Regions from separate parts of the Mus musculus genome. Here region 1 is linked to region 2. The links are chromatin contacts, called in public HiChIP or PLAC-seq maps. All regions are on one chromosome and are shown on one strand. The core of a region is the stretch at or near the end of the contact, and the rest is flanking DNA. Distances in the headings are between cores, read along the strand shown.

The links. HiChIP or PLAC-seq counts read pairs in DNA pulled down with a chosen protein or histone mark.
Region 1: a contact with region 2 is called in an Esrrb HiChIP or PLAC-seq map of embryonic stem cells, with 6 times the contacts expected there. The contact joins two enhancer-like sites. A contact is called at or near these places in 3 of 115 datasets of contacts at active chromatin or transcription factors (all in embryonic stem cells) and 1 of 9 other capture datasets (embryonic stem cells).

The regions. Positions count from the first base shown.
Region 1 is chr4:44,946,197-44,952,862 of GRCm38.p6, forward strand. It overlaps Gm12678 (predicted gene 12678), which reads left to right. Exons shown (of 2, transcript NR_166576.1): 2 at 1,590-2,937. Among named protein-coding and RNA genes, the nearest start is that of Gm12678, 5.8 kb to the left of the region's middle. Within about 2 kb of position 2,220, at least 5 of the 459 cell types and tissues checked have an H3K27ac peak or open chromatin away from gene starts, as enhancers often do. A contact at or near this core is called in embryonic stem cells, where this site is marked.
Region 2 is chr4:44,542,760-44,549,762 of GRCm38.p6, forward strand. The region is part of intron 8 of Pax5 (paired box 5); the gene reads right to left. Among named protein-coding and RNA genes, the nearest start is that of Mir5120, 61 kb to the right of the region's middle. Within about 2 kb of position 1,357, at least 14 of the 459 cell types and tissues checked have an H3K27ac peak or open chromatin away from gene starts, as enhancers often do. A contact at or near this core is called in embryonic stem cells, where this site is marked.

The sequences.
Region 1 (6,666 bases), core at 970-3,469, 400 kb after region 2:
TTACAGATGGTTGTGAGCCACCATGTGGTTGCTGGGATTTGAACTCAGGACCTCTGGAAGAGCAGTCAGTGCTCTTAACCTCTGAGCCATCTCTCCAGCCACCTTAAAAGCAGTGTTGAGCTGCCCAACATGGGTGCTGGGACCAAACTCAGGTTCTCTGTTAGAACAGAGCATGCTCTTAACCCTGAGCTAGTTCTGCGCTCATGGCTCTCCTACCGTCTCAGCCTTCTGAGTGAAGCACACCCAGCTCTCCCTGAGTTCTCATCTCAGGACTGCAATTAAGGTGCAATGTATAATTTGCTTAACAAGTTATCTCTAGCTTGGACAGAGCCTCTCATTTTTTTTTATTACTATAGCATTTATTATTAATTTGTAATGATTCCCTTTTCCCAATGCCTTCATAATTTTTCTCTGGGGTACCTCTCAGAGATATGTGGGTAACTCAGGTTCATGTCCTCAGAAGAGAGCAGAGATGAACCAGCTCTGGAGAGGCTGGGTCACAAACTTTGTTCCAGGATTCAGGATAGAGAAGTTGGCCTGGGGGTAGATCGGCATGCTACTCCCATCCCTGTGAAAGTCTGAAGATCAGAAGTTAGGGGCTGTACTGGCTAGTTTTGTGTCAACTTGACACAGCTGGAGTTATCACAGAGAAGGAGCTTCAGTTGAGGAAATGCCTCCATGAGATCCAGCTGTAAGGTATTTTCTCAATTAGTGATCAAGGGGGAAAGGCCCCTTGTGGGTGGGACCATCTCTAGGCTGGTAGTCTTGGTTCTATAAGAGAGCAGGCTGAGCAAGCCAGGGGAGGCAAGCCAGTAAAGAACATCCCTCCATGGCCTCTGCATCAGCTCCTGCTTCCTGACCTGCTTGAGTTCCAGTCCTGACTTTCTTGGTGATGAACAGCAGTATGGAAGTGTAAGCCGAATAAACCCTTTCCTCCCCAACTTGCTTCTTGGTCATGATGTTTGTGCAGGAATAGAAACCCTGACTAAGACAGGGCTGAGCAGCGTGCTCAGTGGCAGCGACAGACAGTCACATATACCGCCCGGTTAAGCACAGCCCTTCCTTGTGGAAAGTTTACATCCAGATAGATCTGCACGGAAAGAGAACACTCACCCAACACAGGCCAAACTCTGTGCTGCACTCCAGGATGTCACCCCACCCCACCCCCACCCTACCCCCACCCCACCCTACCCCCACCCCCACTGCTCCCCAACCCCTCCCCACCCCACCCTACCCCCACCCCCTCCCCTACTGCTCCCCCACCCCACCTCACCCCCACCCCCACTGCTCAGGGTTCTTTCCAGGAGGAGGCTGTGGCTGGTGCTAAGGTTTGTTCCTGTGTGGCCGTTCATAAGCAAGAACACCCAGGAATGACCCTACCAACAAGGAGGACCAGAGTAACTCAGTTACAAGACTAATATCCAAGTTACACTGTTGAAAATTGTTAACAGTGTTAATGATTTAACCAGGGATACTGGTAATCTCGCCACTCAGGAGACCAGGGCTCCACAGCAACCCAAGGCCAGCCTGCGCTATACAGAGCAAGACCCTGTTTCAATTAATTAATTGATAGCAACCTTATTTTGTAGGGAGAAGAAATCTTGCCCAAAGATCAGTTTATTCCATCGAAGAAACAAGCATTCTATGAGAAGACGTGCTCAGCAGGCTGGAGGGATGCCTCGTGGTGGCGCCCATGGCGGGCTTTGATCCAGTAGACCTCTGACTTGCCCTTTGGCCTCTTCTAGCCCCTGCTCCAACCCTGCCGACACTCTCTGCGAAGGGAGCACATCACTAGTCCCCCAGGGCCTGACAGACACACAGCTGATGATCACAGATGAAGCTGTTTCCAGCTTGTTTGTCCCCTCAGCATTGACTGGCCCGTAACATATACCTCATCATAGAGCCACATGTGCCAGTCCTTCCCACAGATCATGGTGCCTTTATACTCCCTGCATCTGATTGGAACTCTGACTGATGTCCTGAGTATTGACACATGCCAGGGAAGTGTTCTCCCCAGAAGTTGGCCTGTCCTTGCTAAAGCTCCATTTCCATTGACTTGGGAGGCTAGCACATCCATGCTTCCCAGTCAGAAAACACTGTGAAGATTCCTCTCGTGCAGGCTCTCCATCCTATTCAAACTTGGTTGATTCTACAGCACAGACCACACAGCCCGGAAGCAGCCTTGTGTGGCTGTTTGTCTAGAGGCTGGAAAGGTAGCTGGTAGGTGTGGTTCACCTAGCAGGCATGGTTAGCACAAGCCTATAACCCCAGAACTCAGGAGAGGGAGTTAGATGGGTCAGAAATTCTGGGTCATCCTCAGCTACATAGACAGTTCAAGGCCATTCTGGGCTACAGAAAGCCCTGTCCTTTAAAAAAAAAAATTACAATACAGGTCTGGGGGCTGGGGTGTGGCTCTGTGATAGAGCTCTTGCTTAGCATGCATAAGGCTGTGTTTGATATCTGCAATTCAAAAAGGAGAAGGGGGGAGGGGAGGAGGAGGAAGAAGTGGGAGGGGAGGTGATCCAAACCAATAGTGTTTTAAATTCCTCTGTCCAATACTTCAAAGGCTTGATACAGGCGGGCATATTCTGTGCAGCACCAGGTGGTTCCCACAGCCCCATGCGCCTAGAGCTCTTGTCACTAATAGATGAGATGACTGTACTGAGAGAGTAGGGAAATCCACTTCTGTCACATCAAGTAAGAATCAGGCTGTGCTCTGGCTGGTCGGATTAATGTGACTTTCGTGTCTGTCATCCATGTTCTTTCTTACCTGGTGATGGAGTGTCCCTTTCCCTCTGACTCACAGTGCCCTCAAGCAAGCTGGGCACATAAGCAGAGAGAAGAAGAAGCCGTTGGTGCTACCATATCTTGCCAGTACAGAATTCTGTATTCAAATTAGATGGGGCAGTCTCCATGAATAAAATTACATTTCCCAAAGGACTGTGTCCAATTTAAATGGCTAAGAGGCCAAGAAGGGCGGCTGGCGGTTAGGACTGAGCACCGGCTCATCTGTGTTGCTAACTCTGCTGAAGAGGGAAGGGCCGTGGAGATCATAGAAGCAAAGGGTCTAGGTCCTTGGACTAGCTGGCCTCTGGGGACCAGAGCCACCAAGAATGCTAACCAGGTCTCTGAAGGGTGGTGAAGTTGTCAACCGCTCTCCCCTGGCTCCCCCTTCCCCGTTCCCCATGTTTGGAAGAGTGATCTTAATAAATGGTTGTAAGGTAATGGTGGATGCTTTTGGCTGGCAATTCAGGGACCAGCTAGCTGATGCACGGGGCAATGGCTGCTTGGACAAAGCCCGTGGGGTGCCTAGAAGCTACACGGCCTCTAAGGGTGCTCTGGATTGCCATGCAACGCCACGCCGAGCTTAAAACAAAACTGTTCTCTCTCTTTGCCACTCTTGTGTTTCCAAACTTTATTGTTCCTGAGCCATTTACAGCTATTAAATCCACCCAAGTCAGATGGAATATATGGAGAGAGGGGCTCATTGCCAATACCCCCAAATAAAATAGAACAGAGTTAATTGGCCCTTCAGTGGCCACTGGATGGTGACAGTTCTTTGGGGCTCCCCTACTCCTCTGACCACCTCTCCTAGTGGTTCTCACCAGGCAGCATCCATCACCAGCGCCCGGAGGGCCCTGAGAGGGTCCTTAGGGAGGTGACGCCACCAAGACCCAGAGCTATGGACTGTCACAAGACTCAGGTTCCACTGCCACAGGCCAGAGAAGCATTCATTGTCCAGACATTGCAGGAGTAGGCTCAGCCAGCGTGAGTGTCCCCTCTGTCCCCTGAACCAGCTGGCCTGGCCACACTCTAGCTATACAGGAAGAATGTGGGAATGTGTCTGTAGACACATTTCCATCTGGCTTTGTTGCCTGCTACAGTAGAGAGGTGAGTCGTTCCCCGAGACCTCAATCTGTTGGAAGCTTAGTGTAGTGTGCAGTGTGGCCACGCCCAGCAGGAGGTAAGGGCATCTCCCAGCTCCACTTCCACAGGAGGATTAACGTCCTCAGGAAGGGGTTAAGACTCTAACCCCTGTGCCACACTTCCACACAGCCCCAGTGGTCCCTCACCAGGACCAGCATTATGTTGTCAGACTTGCCAGCCAGAATCACAAGCCAATCAAACCTCTCTTCATAAGTGTGGAGCCATGTGCCTGTAATCCCAGGATTTGGGAGGTTGAAGCAGGAAGATCAGGAGTTCAAGGTCAGCCACGGCTACTTAGCAACAGTGAGGCCCTCTGGGCTACCTGAGACCCTCACTTAAACAAAACCAAGCCAAACCAAACCTCTTTACTTGTTACTCACGTTATCAGGTAATTGTTATGTCAACAGACAATGGGCCAAGTCCCCACCGCACATAAACTCTTCATCGTGACATTGTCAAAGAGGTTAGAAGTGGCAGTTCTCAGCTTCTCTCTGTATAACTGTCCCTGTATTCCTAGCTGATATTGTCCCTGAGGCAGGACCAATAAATGCATTCTGTGTGACACTGGACCATGACCTCAGAGTTTGGACAAACAGATGAATATGGATGAAGGTAGCTTTATAGGAAGGAGACCAGAATGGGCCAAGTCATCATAGGAAGGTCCTCCTTGCCTGCTTCCCACAGAGGAGGAGTTTGGGAGAATGTATGGGAGCTGATATGGGACCAAGAGTGCTGTGGAGCAGGTGGAACAGTTGAGCCTACAGCCCTTAACCAGGGCAACACTGAGACCACGAGGAAGTCTGAGTCTGCATCCCTTAGCCAAGGCAGCATTGACACCATAGGGAAGTCTCTAATAGTACAGAAGTAAACAGCTTGGTAGCCCTAACCTTTGAGGTCAAGAAAAGCAGTGTTTTCAACTCTGAATTGTTTTTTAAAAAGGGGGGTCAAATGAGAAGGGTTCGTGTCCCTAAAATACGCCTAGAAACAGCACCCCGTACTGAGCCCCTAAGCGCTTCTCCTGATGGGAATTCAAGTGTGGCAGGCTGGATTCTCAGGCCACCATGTAGTCTTGGCATTTGGAATTACTCTCCAGAGTCTTCTCTGGGCCTGAGTTTCCCCATCCATAAAATCAAAGGATTGGATGGACCGGCTCTCCGGCTTTCTGCTCAGATCTGAAAGCCAGATATGCCAGGTGGTCTCCTTACACATATTTTAAATACGTAGGAAAACAAGTATGCTGGTTGTCTTAGGGTTTCACTGCTGTGAGCAGACACCATAACTAAGTCTTATAAAGAACAACATTTAATTGGGGCTGGCTTACAAGTTCAGAGGTTCAGTCCATTATCATCAAGGTGGGAACATAGCAGCATCCAGGCAGGCATGGTGTTGGAGGAGCTGAGAGTTTGGCATCTTCATCTGAAGGCTGCTAGTGGAAAACTGACTTCCAGGCAACTAGGATGAGGATCTTAAGGCCACACCCACAGTGGCACACCTACTCCAACAAGGCTATACCTCCTAATAGTGCCACTCCCTGGGCCAAGCATATACAAATCACCACACTGGTCCTGCAGAGGTCCGCCTCTAAGAAGCTCTGCCACACCATCAACCTAAGGCCCTGTTTCTCTACCCATAGATCAGTGTAGCCCCCAGGCCTCCTCAGGGAGGTTATCCGTGCAGTGAATGGTGGTTAACATCGAGACTGACAGCTGACCAGAGCATCACAGTGTAGTCCTTGACTGCATGGGACCATTTCAGGAGAGAGAGAGAGAAGAAAGACTGTAAGAGCCAGAGGTTGGGGAACACCAGAGCTGAACCTCTGGACATGTCTGGACCACTGCACTCAGGAACTCACAGCAGCCACTCACAAGACCTGCGCAAGAGCAAGCCAGGCAGAACTCCAGCATGGAGGGAAGATTCACCAGCCCTGGTGTGGTTTGAATGGGAATGGCCCCACAGGTTCAAATGTGTAAATACTTGGGCCCCTGTAGGTGGAACCGTTTGGGAAAACCAAGAGGTATGCCCTTGTTGGAGGAGGTGTGTCACTGTGCAGGACTTAAGGCTTCAATGGGCTGCTATCCTCAGCGTGCTCTCTGCCTCCAGCTCGTGGTCCGAGATGTGAGCTTCTGGCTGTTCCTGCCACTGCACTCTTACTCCATCACCATGGGTGGGTGGACTCTAAACCTCTGGAACTATAAGTCAGATTATACTCTTTGCTTTGCAAGATACCTTGGTCACGGTGTTTTATCAGCAATAGAATAGTAACAGATATGAGCTCTCACCTCTAACTATTGACTGTTGTTGGATGCTGTGGAAGGGAGATTCAGTTTTCTTCAATAGTGTGGCCCCTGGTAGATCGAACAAGTGGATGACGGCACACCAACGACTATATGGACTGCACAAATGGAATCTATAAGGTTAAGGAAGAGAGGGAGTTAGGGGAGGAGGAAGATGAGGAAGAGGAGGAGGGGGAAGAAGAGGAAAGGGGAAGCAGGAGGGGGCAAGAAGGAAGAGGAGGGGAAGAAGGGGAGGAGGGGCAGGAAGAGAAGGAGGAGGAGGAACAGGAGAAGGAAGAGGAGGAGGAAGAGGAGGAGGAGGAGGAGGAAGAAGAGGAGGAGGAGGAAGAGGAGGAGGAAGGAGGAGGAGGAGGAAGAGGAGGAGGAAGAAGAAGAAAGAAATGGTGAACTTGGGAGGGGTACAGAGGCCCACAGATGGATCTGGGAGGAGTTAGAGGGGAGGAAC
Region 2 (7,003 bases), core at 107-2,606:
TGAGGGCCTGGCTGTGTGTGAGAAGATGGAAGGACCTGAGTGGAGGGACTTGAAGATGCAAATGCCCACATGGAATGTGTATGAGTACGTGTGTGCATATGTGTGTGTGCGTGCGTGTGTGTGGTATGTGTGTGTGTCTGTGTGTCTTTATCTGTGAGTGTGCATGTGTGTGAACATGTGTGTCTGTGTGTCTGAGCATGTGTGTGAGTGTGTGTATTTGTATTTGTGTATGTGCACACATGAGTGTGCATGTGTGTGTGTATGTGAGAGAGCCGTGTGTATGCATGTGTGTCTGTGTATCTGTGTGTGTGAGCATGTGTGTGCATGTATGTGTGTGTGCACATGTAAGCATGCATGCATGCATGCATGTGAGAGAGCTCTGTGTATTTGTATTTGTGTATCTACATACATAAGTGTGCGTGTGTGTATGTATGTGAGAGAGCTATGAATGTTAGAGAGCTGTGTGTATGCATGTGTGTCTGTGTATCTGTGTATGTGAGCATGTGTGTGCATGTATGTGTGTGTGCACATGTAAGCATGCATGTGTGCATGCATGTGAGAGAGCTCTGTGTGTGTGTGTGTGTGTGAACATCTGAGGAGTGGGAATCCTCGATTCAGTCTTAGGTGTTGTGTAATTACTGAAACTCTCCCCCTGTCCATCGCCCATGCATCCTTAAAGCTTGCCATTCACTGGTTTGTGTATGGATGCCCTCTCCAAAGTTCATGGAGAATTTTGGGTGCCATGTGACTATTTTGAGGGTAGTCTTATGGGACGTCAGCTCTTAGGAGGGTAAGCTGTGGAAAGCTAACCCACGCGTTCTTGCTTGTCACTCCTGTGCTCTTGCTCTCTGACTTTCCCCACATCATTCCATCCTGGCTGGATGCTGCTGCTGTGCCCTTACACTTCCCAACCTCCAGCACAGTGTGCCAAGAGAAACTTCTCCTCCTCACAAAGCACCCAGCCTCAGGTATGTTGTTATAGCAACAGAAAACACACTGAAACAAGTCTGACGTGGTGTTTTCCCCAGACATGGGGTCAGAGGAGATTCCTGGGTGCCATGCTTGTATGGACAGTGGAGTTACGGTACAGGCATGGTCAAAGGTCATAGTGTAGATCACAGAGTCACAGGCCAGTGTGGGAGAGAAGCCTGGAAACACTGCGAAACTGTGAAGGAGAACACCGTAGTTTTCTACATGGTGGCAGACAAGGATCTGATTACCTCTTGCTTTTAATTGTTGTGTTAAAGGAGAGCAGCCAGAAAGGAATGGTTTGGCCCAAAGAGTCAACTGAGCAAAGGCAGGGAGGTGTAAAGGCTGGATCCCTCCAGACAGTCCCAGGCCACACCCTGGGTGTGGTCCTGCATGCTCTGACCTAGAGCTGCCTACCATGGGGAAGAAGGTAGAAAAATGGCCTTTAGGGGTCTGTAAAGACAGCTCAGCTGTTGAGTGCTTGCTCTTCCAGAGCACCAGAGTTCAGTTCAATACCTACATCTGGCAGTTTATAATTGCCTGGAACTCTAGCTCAGGCAGATTTGGTGACCTCTTTTAGTCCTGAGTGCACCCACACACCGGTGGCATACACATATACAGATACACAGACACACACATAAGTAAAAACAAAATCTGTTTTAAAAGACAAAAAAAAAAAAAAAAAAAATCGGCTGGTGGTAGCACACACATTTAATCCCAGTGCATGGGAGGCAGAGGCAGCTGGATCTGTGTGAATTTGAGGCCAGCCTGGTCTACAGAGTGAGTTCCAGGACAGCCAGAACTACACAGAGAAACAATATCTCAAAAAAAGCCAAACCAACCAACCAGTCAAGCAAGCAAGCAACCAACCAAAATCCTGAGTTTGCAGACCTGATTCTGAGGGGTGGGACTGGGTTTCAAGCCTCTTCTGTTGAAGACTGATAGAGAAAACTCTAGGCTGGGGAGAAGGGCGGGTACCCACTGCAGACCCACCCACTGCAGACCCACCCACTGCTAACAGGCTTCCCCAGCAAGGCAGTCCAAAGAATTTCAGAGGACACCACTCCAGCCATCCTCCTTTTAATCACAAGCTATCTCAGGTTTGCCTGTCTCTCTATCCTTCTAGCCTGTTACTGTTACCATTTTTTTTTCATTTTTAAGTTAAGTTGCCAATATCAGTACATTTTAAGTACTCCAGTATACATATCATGAACTAAAGTTCATAGCCAATTTAATGAGCACATTTTCCCTTTGGATATAAAGTTTACATGTAACAAAACAAGCAGCTACTAATGCCTTCATTTGACAAGTGCATGAACTATGTTACCCAAGCCAGAAACTCTGATGAGTTCTGGAATGTTAGCATCACCCTACAGAGAATGCCAAGACCCAGCTGTGTGGCTATATCATCACATGCTCTCAGGTTCCAAGTTAGCTCTGACCACTGAAGGGCCCCTGATGGCCACCAGCAGCCCCTGCGAGGTCACTCAGAATTTGCGGGGAAGAGCTCTTCCCTTCGAAGTTTAAGGAATGTAACTAGAAGTCAAGCCTGCTGGTGTGGACCTGTCAGTCCAGCCACTCTGGAGGCTGAGAAACAAGCAAGTTCAGAGTCTGCATGACAGGGAGGGAGCCCCAGGTCAGTCTGGGCAACTTAGGGAGAGTAGGTCTCAAAACAGAAAGTAAGCAGAGGGCCAGGGAGGGAGGGATAGAGTGCCCCACTGGCATGAGCAGTGCCTAGTGCTTCCAGACAAGCAAGCAAGCAAGCAAGCAAGCAACAACAAACAACAAACAAAACAGCCAAACCACACCAAAACATTAGGATAGACGTGGGTTCCCTCAAACATCCCAGCCTTCCAAATACAAAAGAAAAAGCCCTGAAACTCTCACTACATTTGAGTGTAGAGGGGACGGTGATGAAATGGTCTCAACCAGAGAAGCCTGGGGCTCCAGCATCATTTTCTCCTTCACTCAGATCCCAGAGATGGCAAGAAAGTCAAAGTTTCCCAAAATCCTCAGAAGTGACAGGCAAACAGGCTCCACATAGCTCTTAATTAACCCAAAACGACACCTGCCAGATGACAGGAATTTGCGTGCTCGCTGGGGGCCGACCTGTCTGCAGATGGTCCGCTCCCACCTCTGCTCCAGACCTTGCCGGCTGCAATTAACATATGGAAAGTCTTTCAAAGTGACTTCACAGTCAACTTCTGTTTCCGAAGGAGCCAAACTGGGCTGGGAGAGAAAAAAAATCTTTGTGGAGGAGGAGGAGAACTGGACGAGGAGAAGAGATCTGAAAGGAGCCAAGGGTTCCTCAGCTGTTCCCTGTGGTCTTGTAGACCCACATGACAGGTGGTGGGTCAGGAATCAGCAGGTACTTGGGCTGTTGCGTTGCAGAACTGTCTGTGACCACGGTGACCAAAATAAGGACATGACATAGACACAGCCTATGCATTAGTATGCTATTCAATATACATATTACACATAGACAGGATGTAAACATATATGCATACACCTGTATGAATATACAGCAATATAAACAATATATACATAGGTATGTATGTGTATGCTTATGTGTACATATCTCTGCATGTGTGTATATTGACAGGGCTCTGTCAAAGTCTCTCTGAGTGACCAAATAAAAAGATTATTATTATTATTATTATTATTATCAAGCCTCAGTTTTCTCTGTGAAAATGACAACCAGAAGACTTTCCTTTCCCCTCTTCTCTGCATCCAGCCTCCAGCCTGGCCCTACACAGGCCAAGGGATGCTTGCCCTCCCTCTCCACAGCAAGACCTTCCTGGGCTCCCAATAGGGAGGCAAAAACCAGAGCTCAGGGAAGGTCAGCCTGTCAACCTGGACAGCCCTGCGCTGTGCGCATCGATCCACTGCTGGGAAAAACCTCTTCCCTTACCAACTCAGGCCTTCCTTCAGAAATGCCGAGGGAAGAGAAAAACCGAGACGGAGGGTGGAGGTGAGGAGAGAATGCACAATGCGACTCTCCTCTGTTACTGGAGGCCCATGGCAGGGCTGGAGAGCCATAGAGACCCAGGCAGAGGGCCGGCCTGGGCACTGGTTCTGCTACTGGCCAGCCAAAAGCAGTTGTGTGAACCTTCCTGACCCCGTTCTGTGTTCTGCTTCCTATGACTGTATCTAAAAACCTTCAGATTCTTCAGGGACTGATGCCTGCATTATAGCAGCACCACCCTAAGCCACGACACAACCAAGCTTTCTCAAGTTCTGCCCAGTGGTGGTCCATCAGATGCAAGAATGGAGCCTTGAGCTGCACAGTCCTGTTGGCAGGGACCCAGACCGAGGAATAACTCTATTAAAAGCATAAATGTGCATTAGCCACAAACCAAGCAATGCAGGTCCATTGTCTTGTTCCCAAGGCTTATTCCCCGCCCCCCCCCCCCTCCTTTGACATGCTTGTTCCCCTAGGCATCTCCATTTGAGACCATTGGCTATGCTGCTGTGGCACATTTTGAACAGTTCTGGTCCAGTGTTAATCTGCTCTGTTATACTCTTATTCCAAAACTCTGATCCATTATGCTCCAATTTAAGCAGACAACGGGCAGGACAATGCACGTGGGTTCCTTCCACTCCCCGTGGTGGCAGACAACACCTGACTTTTATGGGTCTTGAATGTGGGGCAAGCGAGCCAGAGCCTGGCTGTGTCTCAGAAGGAAGTGCCCACAGGCTTCCCACTTATGGAGATGAACTCCCAAGTTGCCTCAGGTAGGCTAGGTGAGGCCCTTCAGGGTCTGCTTATAACAGACGTTCCAGCCACATGTCACTGCCCACGGCCACACGCCACACTCCAAGTCCCTGCACTGCTGCTGTTTTCCACAGATGTCGCATGTCCATCCGGATGTGCCATTTTCTCCACCCAAACTCTTCCTTCCTTTCCCATTTCACATCCTATCCCCAGCTCATCAAGGCCCAGTTCAAATTCGACCTCCACCAGGAAACCCTCCTGAGCAATCCTCCCTATTGACAGCCTCCGTATCCTGAGTCCCCAGCCCTGGGTCCACCATTGCACTTTCTGGCCAGACTCAGGACCACTGGGAACTGTCTTCTCTGCCATTGAGTCTGTAGCTGCCTCTGGAAACCAACAGAGCCCTGTAGCTCTAACCCAGGGCCCTGCCCATCTCACCAGTACTTATTGTGTGCACTAAATGTGGCCTACTATGGTCACAGGACACTTTCAGGAGCCCTCTCCCACTCTGTGCCTTGGCTGATTCTTCCAGTCCCCACCTTCTACAACTTAGACGAAATGACACTGAGGTATGATCTGTCACAATGGCCCGAGATAGCTAACTTGAAGAGCAAACAGATCTATTTTGCCTCACAGTTTTGAGGCTTCAAAACCCATTGGTTCGGAGTTTGAGGCAGCACATCATGGCTGAAGACACGGCTAAGTGAAGCTGTCCACTTCACAGCCAGGAAATGGGAAGGAGAAAAGAGGACGCACCTGTGCCCAGAGTCCCCTCAATGTCCCAATGACGTCAAGAACTTCCACAGGCCTCACCTCTTAAAGGTTCTACCACCTGTCAATAGCACCAAGCCCTTAACGTGTGGGCCTTGGGAATCCTTCCAGATCTCACAGATCTACAGTGATTACCAAGAAAAACACCCACATATTCATAATTGCATCACAAGGTCCATTTTGGACTCCTTTGTGCCCAGCTTAAGAGTTGACAGAATGATTAAAATAGTTCTTCTGCCCTAAAGTCCTGAGACTCCTCCTGAACCTCAGACATGAGCTCAGAGGTTCTCACCGTCTGTCTCTGAATTGGGGGAGGCCCCTACATTAGTGATGGGTTTTATTTTGGCAAGTCCATCCAGCATCCCCATTGGCCTTTCTCCCTGACAGAGGTCCATAGCCTTGGGAGACAGAGCCCAGGTCCCAGACCTGTGAGAACTTCTGTATCAAAGACACATGGAAGTCAGCAGAGAGTCAGTGTAGAAGCTGGAAATCATTTTGACGAAGAGATCCAGGAAGTGGCTGTTATCTGGATCTCTAAGGACACTGTAATGTCATCATTCACGAGCTTCCGAAATCTACCCCTGTCCGCCAATCAGCTCATACAACATCCTGAAGCATCAAAGATGGAGGAGGGAGCCCCATCTCCTCCAGTCAAGAGGCCAGTTCAGCAGGAGGTTGGATGCCTTCCCTAAAGACTCATGTGTTAGAAGGTTTGGTGCTCAGGGTGGTACTCTGGAGAGGGGCTGTGAGTCTTTCAGGAGTGGAATGGTCTTTAATTCTCTGCAGGTGGGTGGCTGGTCCCTTCCACTCTCTGCTTCCTTATTCACAATGTGACTATTGACCGAGACACAGGTGCCAGTCCCGCCTCAGGCTCAGACCAGCAAGACTGTCCCATCTTGAAACCGAATCTCCATAACTACTGAACTTGAATAAGCTCCTCTTTTCTAGGTGAGTAGCCTGCTCAAACATTTGTCTTTTAGGGGATCCAAGGTGGTGTACACGCCTAGCAAACAATGGGCCACACCCTTCTTCTCTTAACACTGCTCACAGCAGCTGCTGGCTTTGGACCCCGTCTGGCAGACTTGGGAGGGAGCCTGGGCAGCTCCGAACTGCAGGACAGGTTTACAACTAAAGATGGAAAGGTGTGTCCGGATTTTGCACAGTCTTAGAAAACTGTGGCTGCCACTCTGTGCTAATAGCTGGGAGGCTGTCATCAGACCTGGCCAACGCCCACTGGCACTTACTCAAGTGGCGTGGAAAAGTCACTGAAACTCTGAACCTGAGGGGCTGACCGGCAGTGTTGTTATCCCAGAATTCACAGGGCCAAATAATAACGGCACACTTGAAGGTCCACTGCGGATTAAAAAGGGTGGCACAAATGTAAGAGGCTATTTGATGTTAAACTCAAGGCTTCCAATGACTGATTGAAAAGTGGACATGTTGGGGATTTTTATTTTTTGTGTTAAAACTTATATTTCAGATGGTTAAAAAACAACTGGTCAAAGTATGGAAAATGAGTGTGGGTTACTCAGCCACAAACGAGGCCTC